Regions from separate parts of the Astyanax mexicanus genome. Here region 1 is linked to region 2. Evidence: chromatin contacts called from public Hi-C data. All regions are on one chromosome and are shown on one strand. The core of a region is the stretch at or near the end of the contact, and the rest is flanking DNA. Distances in the headings are between cores, read along the strand shown.

The links. Hi-C and Micro-C count contacts between places; a contact is called where the count stands out from the background.
Region 1: a contact with region 2 is called in a Hi-C map of muscle, with 9 times the contacts expected there. The contact joins the enhancer-like site here to the promoter of flcn in region 2. A contact is called at or near these places in 2 of 3 Hi-C or Micro-C datasets (both in muscle).

What each region holds. Positions count from the first base shown.
Region 1 is chr6:8,079,917-8,086,633 of AstMex3_surface, forward strand. grwd1 (glutamate-rich WD repeat containing 1) reads left to right here. Exons shown (of 7, transcript XM_007256480.4): 4 at 238-448; 5 at 1,407-1,552; 6 at 2,413-2,604; 7 at 2,725-3,433. The coding sequence ends at 3,033. Among protein-coding and RNA genes, the nearest start is that of grwd1, 7.7 kb to the left of the region's middle. Within about 2 kb of position 1,460, the one cell type or tissue checked has an H3K27ac peak away from gene starts, as active enhancers do.
Region 2 is chr6:8,020,393-8,028,043 of AstMex3_surface, forward strand. flcn (folliculin) reads left to right here and starts at 1,829. Exons shown (of 12, transcript XM_007256478.4): 1 at 1,829-2,302; 2 at 3,333-3,536; 3 at 5,206-5,352; 4 at 7,182-7,403; 5 at 7,543-7,651. The coding sequence starts at 3,333. leng9 (leukocyte receptor cluster (LRC) member 9) reads right to left here and starts at 1,898. Exons shown (of 7, transcript XM_022674024.2): 1 at 1,771-1,898.

The sequences.
Region 1 (6,717 bases), core at 210-2,709, 59 kb after region 2:
TGTTGTTTAGCTGACATCATGGGCCAGTATATGTATATGTATTTTGACTAATATATATAGCAATGTTCAGTTTTTCCAATATTGTGCAGCCCTAATCCACACGCTCATTCTGACAGACTGTAATACACTACTGTAATTGCAGGGGGCGCTCTATAATGGTCTATAATGTTCATATGATCGACACACTAATTCTGACGGACTAAAATTTGTTTTCTTCTCCTCCTTTTGCTTAATCAGGTAACCAGGCGAGGTGAGCAGTCATTGGCTGCCGTGTGGTCAGAGAAGGGCCAGGTGGAGATTTTTGACCTTCGGCCGCAGCTTGAGGCGGTTTATAATTCTTCAGTCATGGCGGCATTCATCAAGCAGAACAAGGAGATCACACCCTTATTTAGTTTTTCTGGTCACATGGCTGAAGGCTTTGCTGTTGACTGGTCTCCAAAAGTACCAGGTGAGTGAATGCATTGGTATACAGAAACAGTCAAAAGTTTGGACACACCTTCTCATTTAATGTTTTTCTATAATGTTTTAATTTTCTACATTGTATATTAATAGTACATGAAAGACATGAAAACTATTAAGGGATACATATGGTATTATGTAGTAAACAGTAAAAAAACAAACAAAAAAAAAAAAACAATCACAATCCCCTGATCTAAACCTGATGAACTGAGTTCTTGATTTGAGGTGATTTAATTGGGATGAGCTGGAGCTTAACAGCATGAAGGAAAGGCAGTAACTATTGTTCAGCACCTCCAGAAACTCCTTCAAGATGCTGAGAAAACTATTCCAGTTGTACCTCATAAAGACACTGAGATTAAAATACCAACATTTTGCAGATCTGTCTTCAAAGATAAATGTGGCTACTTAGCAGAATCTAAAGTATAAAATATATTCTGGATTGTTTAACAATCCAGCCTTTAAATTTAAATTGACAATGTAACAAAAAATTAAAAGAAAGAAAACACACTGAATGAGAAGAGATGTGTCAACTTTTGACTGATACTGTATAGTATGTAGAGTTGGGCAAAATGTAAATATATTATCATATTGTGATACATTTTGGGCTTTTTGGGCTACTTTTAATACTAACCACGGCCCACCTGTGCTGTGTATTTGTGTGGCAACTTTATATTGTCTGATGGGTGGGTTTTAGACAGAGTTTGGGCTTAATATTTTGCTGAACCTGGCAACCCTGCTCTTAGTGAATGTAGTGAATGTGCATCACTTCAAAGACAGTAGAAGCACTATATATGTGGGATATGTTTAAATGTGTAATAATAATGTGATTATAAGCAAGTGTTCCTCAGGAGGGAAGTTTGAATATCTCTGCTCAGTTAAATCCCTCTGTGTGAGTAAGTGTTGTATTGTGTACTAATGTATTGTGTGTGTTTTTGCTTGTCCTGAAGGCCGTCTGGTGAGCGGAGACTGTAAGAAGAACATTCATGTGTGGGAGCCGAGAGAGGGCGGAGTGTCCTGGCAGATCGACCAGCGGCCGTTCAGTTCACACACCAAGTCTGTGGAGGACCTCCAGTGGTCACCCACTGAAGCTACAGTAAGTCAGAAACAGGAAGTTGTTGGTTCTGGTTGCTGAATTAACTGCATTGATTTGGAAATGTGATCAAAATACCGGCTTCTGGCTGTACAGACTGGGAAAATAATAATCTGAACTGGCAGTTTGAACAAAGCTGAAGTAGTTTATTTGTATTAGGATTGTATAAGTTCAAATTACCAGGCTTAAGTGACTTGTTTGCTCAGTGTGCCTCAGATCTGATTTTTTCATTGCTGTGTGAATATTCCAAATTTAGTTTATTTTTTTCAAATCACATTTAAGTCCCTTTCATATGTGGGCCTAAATCAGATATGTATCCTATCCATGGACATGCGACATGAATATTAACAGTCAAATTAGGATTAATGCAACATTTTGCTTTTATGTATGTGCTACATGCTTCTCTTTCATACCCACACTTTTATCTCTTGGTGCAGCTGTGCAGCTATAGCTGCAAAAACAGCAAAAGCAAACCACCTGGCCTTTTTTCACCTCCTCAACCTGAGTATATACCAGCTGTTTACTCTCCTCCACTCCAGCAAAAGATGCTCCACATATGAGCTGCTAACCCATCCATTTCCCTTTATAAAGCTACAAGTCTCTCGTCTCTCTAATATGACGATTTTTGTTGTTGGTCACGAAGACAATGTTTATACGCATATGAATGTGCACACGGAGACGTTTCAGGAACAGATTCATTCATGTTACACACAGATACAAATCATTACATTTGTGAATGTGAACCATCAAGATAACCAAATCTGATCTGAGCAAAAAATCGGATTTGAGCAATGTGTCTTGTAATGTGAACATAGCCTTATAGATTCTGCATTATTAAGTCGCACACTTCTGATTGGTAACAGGTGTTCGCCTCCTGCTCAGTGGATCAGTCCATTCGTGTTTGGGACATCAGAGCTCCGCCCAACTCCATGCTTTCAGCCAATGAGGCTCACTCTTCAGACGTCAACGTCATCAGCTGGAATCGAACCGAACCCTTCCTGCTGTCTGGAGGAGACGACGGGCTTCTGAAGGTGTGGGACTTGAGGCAGTTTAAGGTGAGCAGAAACGCAGTGATGCCTATTATCACGCAGAATAAGGTGGATTTAATTAATAGATCATTTAATTAATAGATCAAGTAGTTTTAATTCTCATTGGCTCTTCACTCTCTCCCTCAGTCTGGACGGGCGGTGGCCAGCTTCAAGCAGCACAGTGCTCCAGTGACCTCAGTGGAGTGGAACCCTGTGGACTCCAGCGTGTTCGCCGCCGCCGGAGCAGATGACGTGGTCAGCCAATGGGATCTGTCTGTAGAGTCATGTGACATGGGCGAGCGGGCAAATGACGTAAAGGATCTTCCGCCACAGCTGCTGTTTCTCCACCAGGGTCAGACAGAGGTCAAGGAGCTCCACTGGCACCCACAGCTCCCTGGAACACTTATCTCGACAGCGCTGTCCGGGTTCAACGTCTTCAGGACTATCTCTGTGTGAACATCTATCTCTGTGTGTGTGAACATCTCTGTGTGTGCGGGGGTGTATCTGTGCCTTTTTTCAGGAGCACAAATGGACTTCAGAAGTTTCATAGCTAATAATGTAGCTAGCGCCTGGTCCAGGTTCCTGTATTCCACCAGTCACTGCGCTTGTTACAGGATACCGTATATACTGGCCTGCATTTATAGGACTGCATTAGCAGGCGCTTTGGTGGTCTATGAAGACGGTCTAGATTGGATACCTAGTCTCCAGACTATGGAGACTAGTGGGATCCACAGATAGTGTAAGACACGTACAGTGGCTTTTTTTTATTGGCTGTCTGTGCTTTTTGAACTTTACTCCACCTCCATTGTTCATCTGTGTCATGAAATCTGATTAAAACAAAATGTTTCCACATTGACTGGTTGTTCATTCAATGGTCATTTTAAACACACACTTTTCCTTCAAAAGGGATACATTATACCTATTTCTACACACGTTAGACTAGGTATCTGGGCTGTACAAAACATGTTCATTAAGTTTGTTGCACAAAATCAGTCTCGCATTAAGAAAGATCTCACCAGCTTTATTCTTGTCAATTTTGGTCCCTTTCAGAAGGAGCTGTTTAAGGGCTCTGTCACCTTTATGCCAATAAGCTGTTGCTGACCACACCCTAAGTATTTGTTGAGTGTTTACCACACCTTAGTGTTAGCTTGTGCTAAATGGCAAAACATGAACAAACTACACAGGGTAATGCTCTGCGTTCCAACTCTCTACCACTGACTCTACTGTGCACAAGAAGAGACCAATCAGGATGTAAATCTCACTCGCAGAGTGAAGTACTGTTTCTTTTTTTCTTCGCACTATAAGGTGCACTTAAAATCTTTTTATTTTCACAAAAATCAACAATGTGCCTTTTAATCCAGTGTGTCTGATTTATGAATTCTACCAGTCAGGTTGTAAGGAGCAGTAAAGCTACTTTGCCAAATTAAAGTGTTTTTCAGAAGTTTAAATGTAGTTCTCCAACACCGGGGCTGGAGTAGCATTAGCATTAGCCGCTAACCTTTATTTCCCCGTTCAGAGGTGAGTATTATCAGACTAGCCTGTTTCTAACCCCGGCTAGCACTGCTGCAACAGTTAGCTGCTAATGCTAATCTAAGCTTACTGTAAATAAACAGAAGCGCTTTACTCACCCAAATCAGCAGCTTTCAGGAGAGAAATCTGTGTAGATTTTAATTCAGCTCTCGTTTGACTTTAAAAGAAAGTCCTTTTTTTATTAGTTTGTTTACTTAGCTTAGCTTTACTTAACGTAGTTAGCTACCCCACCACTCAACTGTGAGAACTGCCGAATTTGAAGTGAATTAGTATTGTCTCTTAAAATGGGTCTCATGAATGAAAATAGACCAGAAAATAGATGTTCGTTGATAGTGCGCCGTTTAATATGGTGCACCTTATAGTTCAAAAAATACAATAATAGGTCTGTCTGCTGAATATTAGAAGAGACCAATCAAGATGTAAATCTCACTCGCCGTGCACAGTAATAGTTCTGCTGAGCACAAGAAGAGACCATTTAGGACAGGGGTGTCCAAACTACGGCCCGTTTCCTTTTTTGGAGCGGCCCGCGAGGTATTTTAGAAATAGAATGAAAGTTGGCCCGCTGTTAAGCAGGTTTTTATAAGAGGGTGCGCATTTCTAGTGCAGACAAACGGGGCAAAAGAGTCTAAAAGCAGAGAGGGTGCGCATTCTAGCGCAGAAAAACGGGCCAAAGAGTCTAAAAGTTGCCGTAATTAAGGAGTTTAATATTAAGAGACATCATGAAATTAAACATCAATTTGAAAAATCTTAGTTTACACAACACTGTCAAATATAAAGATAGTAAGTCAAGTAAAATGGTGTGTAAATGAAATAATCAGGAAAAAAGTATTATTTAAAGTGGTATATTTCATTATTTGTTTTATTACGGAGTCTGTGGCCCGTGACTTCAAATATATTTCTCCTTCTGGCCCCCAACAAAAAAAGTTTGGACACCCCTGATTTAGGATGTAGATCTTGCCCACAGAGAGCAGTGATGGAGACCAACAAGCAGGACTCCTATAAAAGGAGTGTTTCTGGAGGTGGTGACCACAGACCATTTCTCGTTTCTCCTCCTTTCTGGTTAATATTTTGGTCTCTTTTGCATTTTGTCAGTTCTCTCAATATAGAGGCAGCATGAGGTGGCGTCTACAACCCACAGATCAATGTGAGCTGTGGCAAGAAGGTTTGCTATGTCGGTCATTGAACACTGTCAGTAACAGACTCCTGGATGGTGGTATGAAAGCTAATCCGTAAACGGCGATTGGCATTTGCCAGAGAAGATCCAGATGAGAAGGTTCGCCCTTGGCACACAGTACTCTTCACGGATAAGAGCAGGTTCACACTGAGCACACGTGACGGAGTCTGGAGACGTTGTGGAGAATGTTCTGCTGCTGCAACATCCTCCAGCATGACCGGGTTGGCAGTGGGTCAGTAATGGTGTGGGGAGGAATTTGTTTGAAGGGCCGCACAGACCTCCATCTGCTCGCCAGAGGTACCCTGACTGCCATTAGACACCGGGATAAGATCCTCAGGTCTCCCATTGTGAGACCATATGCTGGTGCATTGGGCCCTGGGTTCCTTCTGATGCAGGACAACACTAGACCTCATGTGGCTGAAGTGTGTCAGCAGTTCCTGCATGATAAAGGCACTGATGCTATGGACTGGCCTGCCTGTTCCCCAGACCTGATTCCAATCCAGCACATCTGGAGCACCATTTCTGGTTCCATCCACCAACTGCATGTTGCACCACAGACTGTCCAGGAGTTGGCGGATGCTTTAGTCCAGATCTGGGAGGAGATTCCTCAGGAACATGCCCAGGTGATGTAGGGAGGTCATACAGGCACATGGAGGCCACACACACTACTGAGCTCTTTTGCGTATATTTTGGCCATGCTGTTACTCAGTCTGACAGCAAATTGAGTGGTGCAGATTTATGCATGATTCTGCGTGTTGTAGCATGTGCTTGTTCTGTTTATCAGTTACAGTTTTTGTGATTTTTTTTTTGTGGCACTTCCGTGATTGGCTAATGGCCATGCTCCCTGCCCTTTAAACAGCTTGGAGAGTTCTCACTGTTTGAGCAGCAGTTATTCTATTAAACACTAAATAAAAGGAATAAATCAGCTGAACAGTGATGCACCAACGATGGGAAAAAGAAGCAGCTTTATGATCTGGCAGGTTTATCTACAGTACATCCGCAAGAGTATACCAACAATAACAGTCCCAGACATGAATCACAGTTCCTGCATTGTTCTTCTAGGTGTTATAAGATATCACAAATAGAACCGGTTCCACTTCTGATGCTCTGCCAGATTCACCTCTCACAGATAAAGTAAACAGTCAAATAGAAAGTCGAAAGTAAAACATATTTAGCGTAATAGTGAGAGTGAGAGTGCCTACAGTCACGTTAAGGAAATTAAACACCCTTTTTTCTTTTTGAATATACAGCATTTAATCATAGCTGGATTACAACATTTATGATACAATATATTTTTATTTCTGAGGGCCCTTCATTTTAACGATTCTCTGTCTGTTAGGGACTTTGACCACAGAGCCTTTGGGGGCTCTAGCCATGCTTTTGGGCCCCTTATGACAACAGATGAGGCATTGTGGCACTGTTCTGACTTCAACTTC
Region 2 (7,651 bases), core at 579-3,078:
CACAGATGATTATTCATTGACAGTAAAGCAGTCATATAATAAAGGACGGTAAGGTAAAAGGTCTAAACTGAGTTCCTTGTTTGAACTCTCAGGTCCACCTTAAACGCAGAAGCAGATACGTACCAACGCCTGGAGACCCACTGTGCAACTGCTGGAGCATTTAAGGTGGAACGGACAATTCCAACGAGAACTTTAGCTTCATTTAAGGGTGAAAACACTACTAAACGTACTGACCTCGACTATATAACATATACAACGTTGTTATTAACTTAAAACAACAACCAAAAACAATAGTTGCCGTTAGAATTCGGTGCGGATTCGCTTACCTTAAAAACCGACTCTTACAAAAGCTGTCTAAATGCATACATAAAAGTCCCTTATAAAAATAAATAAAAAAATAAATAAAAACAATATTTCACGTACTTTAAAATGTTTTATATACGACCATTAACAAAAGTTACACCGGTGTAAACATCTAGAATCAACAAATATATAAGTTAGAGCATAAATATTTAACTAAATAAAAATAGAGTTAACGCTAGCTAACTAGGTTAAGGTAACGTAATGTTGCTGGTGGTATACGCTATATATAGTTATATATGTTTACAAAAATAAGTAAAATACTGGTAACACTTTACAATAAGGGTACATCAATAAACAGCACCTTATGAGAGTGATAAACATTGTTAAATGTTTTAGTAATGTCACAACTAACTAGCTATTAAATGAGTTTCTTGTTCAATTTTCACTTCCACCTTAAAAGCAGCAGCGGATACAGCAAGGGATATGTACCAACTCCTGGAGACCCAACGTGTAACGGCTGAAGCATTTAAGGTGGGACGGACAATTCCAAAAGAAGCTAACTTTTACACAAACTTCGACTATATAACCTATATATTAAAATATTAAGCAAAAATAACACCAAAAACAGTTATAGTTAACGTTACCATTCGGTGTGGATTTGCTCACCTTAAACACCGAGCCGGTAACCAGGGAGTTTGATGATTGCTAGTGTGAGCGTGTAAGTGTGTGTGTATTAGATCCAGGGGAATATTTCACAATGACATCATCTGACGGGATACCTGACACGTGTTTTAGCTGAAACTGTACAGAGAGGAGAACTCCCACTCGAGAATGTGTTCCAGGTTTGCTGGTCTACCAGAGGGCGCTCCAGAGTGAGTTTAAAATAAATGAATGTAGCAAAATTATACTTTATTAATGCTTAATAATTTTTCATACTGAAAATTGTAAGTTACTTATTTTCTCAACTCAGAACAATATTACATGTTTTATTCCTACACACATATTTTCTTAAGCTTTTAAACTCCATTTACAGTGGTATGAAAACCTTTGGGCACCCCTGATCATTTTTATGATTTTTCTTTAGAAATCTTTGGTTGTTAGGATCAGCAATTTCAGTTAAACATATCATATAGCAGACGAACACAGTGACAACTGTGAAGTGAAATGAAGTTTATAGGATTTACAGAAAGTGTAATATATTCCCGAGTGAAATGAAGGTTTAATAATTTACTGATTCCACAGTAGTATTTTTAAGTGTGATTTCTTAGAAAACAGAGTGTAATAAAACAGGGAGGTTAAGATACTTTTATTTGCTAGCTAACATGTTTTTTATTTTTTTTACTGGATTTATGATAACTAAAATAACTAAAATCTGTCAAATTAGCAAGCGTATTTTAAAAGATATTTTTAAAAAGTATAAAAAAACACACTAGCGCCATAATGAAATTTTACTACACAGAGTCCTACCTGAGCTTTTCTTTGTGCTGCTGTAATCAGTTCTAAAACGAATTAATTTTGTTTAAATAATAATAGTTTACAAGAGGGCTTTTATTTTGAAGGGAGAGTCATTTCACGGACCTGCAGCTGTTCGCTTTGTTATGGAGGAAGCGCGTGACTGCTCGTCACGTGACAGAGGGGTCTGAAGATGGAGTAATGGAGAGTTTATTGTGAATTTGGGGGAATTATTAACGTTATAAATCTGCGGGGACGGCCTGAAAGCGGGCAGAATGCAGTAACATGTGGTCGTACTGTGATTTATCACCTGTGAGAGCATTACCTGTGGTGATTCTGCTGTTATAGTTTTTATTTATTGGGTGAATTAACGCTGATTAACTCACTCTTGAGTTCTGTTACCTGATTTACATCCTAATAATCACAGTTTAATTAATAAGTCTGCTCATCAGAGAGGCGATTAAACGCGTTATTACTGATAAACAGAGCGCAGGAATAGAGGAGCCTCCTGTTCAGAAGTCTGGGTGTTACAGAAACAGTAAATAAGGTACGTAAACATGATTTACACTTTGTTACCTACTACATACAGTAACTTGTGCTTCTACTCAGTGGCCACTTTATTAGAAACGCCTACTACAGTACCTTGTGCGTCACCTCAGTGTGGCCACTTTATTAAAAAACCTACTACATACAGTACCTTGTGTTTCTCCTTAGTGGCCACTTTATTAGAAACACCTACTACAGTACCTTGTGTTTCTCCTCAGTGGCCACTTTATTAGAAACACCTACTACAGTACCTTGTGTTTCTCCTCAGTGGCCACTTTATTAGAAACACCTACTACAGTACCGTGTGCTTCCACTCAGTGGCCACTATATTACAAACACCTACTACAGTACTGTGTGCTTCTATTCAGTGGCCACTTTATTAGAAACACCTCCTACTGTACCTTCTTTTTTTTACTTTTTGTGTCCACTTTATTAGAAACACCTACTACAGTACCTTGTGTTTCCATTTTTTGAGGCCACTTTATTAGAAACACCTACTACAGTACCTTGTGTTTCCACTTTTTGTGGCCACTTTATTAGAAACACCTACTACAGTACCTTGTGTTTCCACTCAGTGTGGCCACTTTATTAGAAACACCTACTACAGTACCTTGTGTTTCCACTTTTTGTGACCACTTTATTAGAAACGCCTACTACAGTACCTTGTGCGTCACCTCAGTGTGGCCACTTTATTAGAAACGCCTACTACAGTACCTTGTGCGTCACCTCAGTGGCCACTATATTAGAAACACCTCCCACTGTACCTTCTTTTTTTTCTTTTTTTTTAAACTTTTTGTGTCCACTTTATTAGAAACATCTTCCACAGAACTTTGTGCTTCCACTCACTCTGGCCACTTTATTAGAAACACCTACTACAGTACCTTGTGCTTCTCCTCAGTGTCCACTTTATTTAAAAAAAAAAACCTACTATTTGCTTCCACTCTGTGGCCACTTTATTGGAAACCCATAAAATGTAATTCTACGGACTGGGCCATTTTAGAACCACCACGTTGTTTATTGTTTATCCCCAGATGAATGCTTTGGTTGCTCTTTGCCATTTCTGTGAACTGCACGGGCCCCGGACCCTGTTCTGCACCGAGGCCGTCCATCCACCAGCCCCCTCGCCCCCTCAGCCGGGGTCCGCCCTGCTGGGCGATCGGGAGGCAGAGAGAGAGGGAGAGGGGCTGACCATGAGGGCCAACAGCTCTGCCACACAGAGAGCCGACATGTGTGAGGTGAGAGAGGCTGTGAAGTAGTTTATATACACTTGCGTGGCCAAAGGTTGGTGGATAATTGCTCATCTAAAGTTTAGATATCAAAACCAAGAGTAATGAATGAGTTCAAGGCTCCGTACTAACTAGTGAGGGGACAATCCACCTTTTTGAGCTCTGATCCGATTCCGATATAAAACTGATATAAAACTGCCGATACAGATACAAATACAGATAAAAGGGCTCTTTTAGTTTATTATTAGTACTATGATTAAGGTTACATAATAATGCTGAAACAGACCACACAGCCAATTGAAGTGTATACACAAGTGCATTTAATGTAAAGTCATTTATTTCACGCACTTTATATACAAACACACAATAGTTTTCTTTCAAATTAAATATTTAAATTTTTATCAAATATAAAAAAAAAGTTCAATATGAAATGTGTTAAATATTAAATACATGGCTCTAGACTAATCTTTTTTGCACTGGTCGCGCAGGACTCTTTTATTTTCGCACGTAGCGTAGTGGATTAGCTGCAATGGCTGCAATAAATTAACTAAATTAATGGCTGTTTTTAATAACAGATGGGTGTGTTTGTGCTGGTTAGTGTTTGTAGATCCTGTGGTTTAATGGGATATCTGGATTATGACTACAGTTTACAGTCTGTAGTTAATACCTTTACAACACCAGAATGCAGCTGTCAGTGCAATGTTAGCTAGGCTAACAGACTGCAGATGTTAATGGAGATGGCTAACGGCTAACCAGCGATGCTAACTGTATTTCCGAACTAAATTAATCACTGTTTTTAACAGCAGATGTGTGTGTGTGTTTGTGCTGGTTAGTGTTTGTAGATCCTGTGGTTTTATAGGATATGTAGATTACGTCTATAGTTTACTCCAGTAGTTAATATCTTTACAACACCAGAATGCAGTTGTCAGTTTAATGCTAGCTAGGCTAACAGACTGCTGGTGTTAAACTCTCCAGATTTTTTTAAAGACAAACAGCTAAAGCTGCTAGAGGTTCAGGGTAAACTGTTAAACTGGAATCCGGATCAGTGATGCGTTTAGTGTTTATGTTACTGCTGGTTTATTGTTCAGCTCAAGCTGCGGACTGTAGTATGTATCGGTAAGTGGATAGACCGCGGTCACCCGATATCTGACACCCTGATTACATCAATATTGGCCCCGATATTGTATGTTAACTCACAATAGCACATTAAAAACCAGGAGAAGTAGAAGTAAATTTACAGAATATATTAATAAACACATTGGGTTTAATTTACTTTATTGTTTTGTATTATTTGTTCTTTAATTTCCATTTATAATTGTAGCATTAAAAATAAAGTATAATTGTTTAATTATGTTGCCATTATCAGGGGCTGTCATCACAGACACAAATGTGTATTTATGTTGCAGTAAAACTAAAATTTAAACTTAAATAAATGTAATTATTCGCAAGCAGTTCATTGGTTATCAGCTTACAGATAGTGTTTACATTGCTAAATAAAAATATTAATACATCAACAGACATGACTTATTGGGCCAAATTTGGTTGAAAATAACACATTAAATTTTCCAGATTAACACAATAATGTTGTCCGCTAATGACACATGTTTGTGTTTATTTTGTACATGTTTGTGTCCTAGTGTTTAACAGTGATTTTATTTTTTTTTTTCCTTCCTGCCAGGGCTGTCGCTCTCTCCCTGTGTCCCACCCCGGCTTCGTTAGTGTGGACACTGAGACTGGAATCCGTTTCCTCAGCCACCAGCACCCCCGACAGGCCCAGCTCTTCAGTGTGGTCCGGCAGGCCTGCGTTCGCAGCCTCAGCTGTGAGGTACCTGTGTGTTTACAGTACTCACACTTTTATTAAACTGTTAATTATCTGCTCCTTTCAGGTAAATTGTGATACAATACATATACATTCACAAAAGTGCAGTTATTGCTCCTTTTTAATTGAGTTATATATGTATGTGATACAGGACCCAAACTTTTACTGTAATTGGTTTTAGATCTTTTTGTGGAATTTGATTGATATAGTACCAATACTTTAACTACAGTACATTCAAAGTACAGTTTGTACTCATTTAATTAATTTATTATTTACTACATAAACCTTCACTTTAATAGAATTTGAGCTCTTTTATTTGAGTTATATTGTGTACAGGGAACACATTGTTTAGGTTATTGTGATACAGTACCTAAACGTTTATTTCAGTATTTCAGTTTCTCTGCTCTTTTAATTGAGTTTGATTGTAATCCAGGTCCTATATTTTCACTTTAGTGCAGTAATTGCTCTTTTAATTTTAATTGAGTTAGATGTATTGTCCTACAGAACCTATGCATTCACTGAAGTACATTTTTGCTCATTTAATTAAGTTACATTATAATTCACTACATATACTTTTATTGTAGTACAGTTTCAGTCCTTTTATTTGAGTTATATTGTGTATAGGGATATATATTTTCACTATAATATAGTTTCTGCTCTGTTGTTTAGGTTAGATTGTGATACAGTAACCAAACTTATGGTACAATTGTTCCATTTCAGTAGTTCAGTTTCTCTGCTCTTTTAATTGAGTTTGATTGTAATCCAGGACCCATACTTTTATCATAGGAATGGAATTTGAATGGGATACAGTACCTTTACTTTCACTAAAGTAGAGTTTCTGCTCATTAAAGTGAGTTACATTATGATTCCCTGCATATAAGTTCACTCTAGTACAGTTTTTTTTTTACTTTGGGTTATAATGTGATACAGGGACCCATACTTTCTAGGGGTGTGGCGAGACACTAATATCATGAGACGAGACAAGACACGATACTGGGTTCACGAGACGAGATTTAAAAATAAAAATTTAAAGAAAACGTTAAAAATGAAAAATGTCTTGAAAACTAAAGTTTTAATTGACAAAATCATATAACGCAAACTTAACAGACTGGTTGAAATAAGGATAAAAATAAATTACTACATAAAAAAAAAAAATAAATAAAAATTCTAGGTATTATATAGTGCAAACAATAAGTGCAAACGACAACCAGTCATATTAAGCCTATGGTTTGTGCATTTTCTCCTAAATCTCATGTAATATGTCATATTAAGACTATGCTTGAAGTGCAAACAGAGACAGAACATTTTTTTTAAATACAGTACAGAGCTAAGGGATTAGCTCACCTGCCTATGAAACAGTCACGTGTAGGATTTATTTACAGTATTTATATATGGTTTGTGTCTTTTACAGGTTTCACTCTTTTACAGTTTATTGTTTCCACTGGAGCCAAAATGCAGTCAGACATACAACTTAAAAGTAGCAGATGCATGTTCTATGCAAATGCTGCTCTCACCGCTCAGCCACCACACTCGCCGCTATCCCTACTGTGTTGCCAGATCCCTCTTAAAAATCCACACTAAACTGTTTTTATCACGTTTTAATCTCGCACCCCTAACACTTTCACTATAATACATTTTATGCTGTATATACATATACAGCTTCTATATTTTCGCTGTAGTACAGTTTCTCTCTTCCTTTTATTGAGTTAGCATATGATGCAGTTTTTACTCTTCTTTTTAACAGAGTTAGCGTGTGATACAGCACCCCTAGTTTTGCTATGGCATTGTTTCACTATGTTGTGTTGTGTTGTGTTAAACGGTTGTGTCTTGTTCAGGTGTGTCCAGGCAGGGAAGGACCCATCTTCTTCGGGGATGAACAGCATGGCTTTGTGTTCTCACACACGTTCTTCATTAAGGACAGCCTGGCGCGAGGTTTCCAGCGCTGGTACAGTATCGTGATGGTGGCCATGGACAGGATTTACCTCATTAACTCTTGGCCTTTTCTGCTACGCCACCTAAAACTCACCATCCAGAGTCTGCAGAGCACTGCACTGAAGGTACTGCAGTACGGCTCATATGAAGAGAGTAACAGAGTTACAGAGCGCCCCCTAGGCTTACTGTTTTATGTTACCAGGTGTCAGGAAGGACATTCCTGACAGATAAGTGTTAAATCTCTCTGTGACCTTTGACCTGCAGGTGTTTGACAGTGAGCAGGGGGTGTGTCCCCAGAGGGCCGTACGGATGAACAGCGCCTTCTCTCCTGCAGTGTTTCCTCACCAGCGCAGTGGAAACGCTGCCCGCTCCC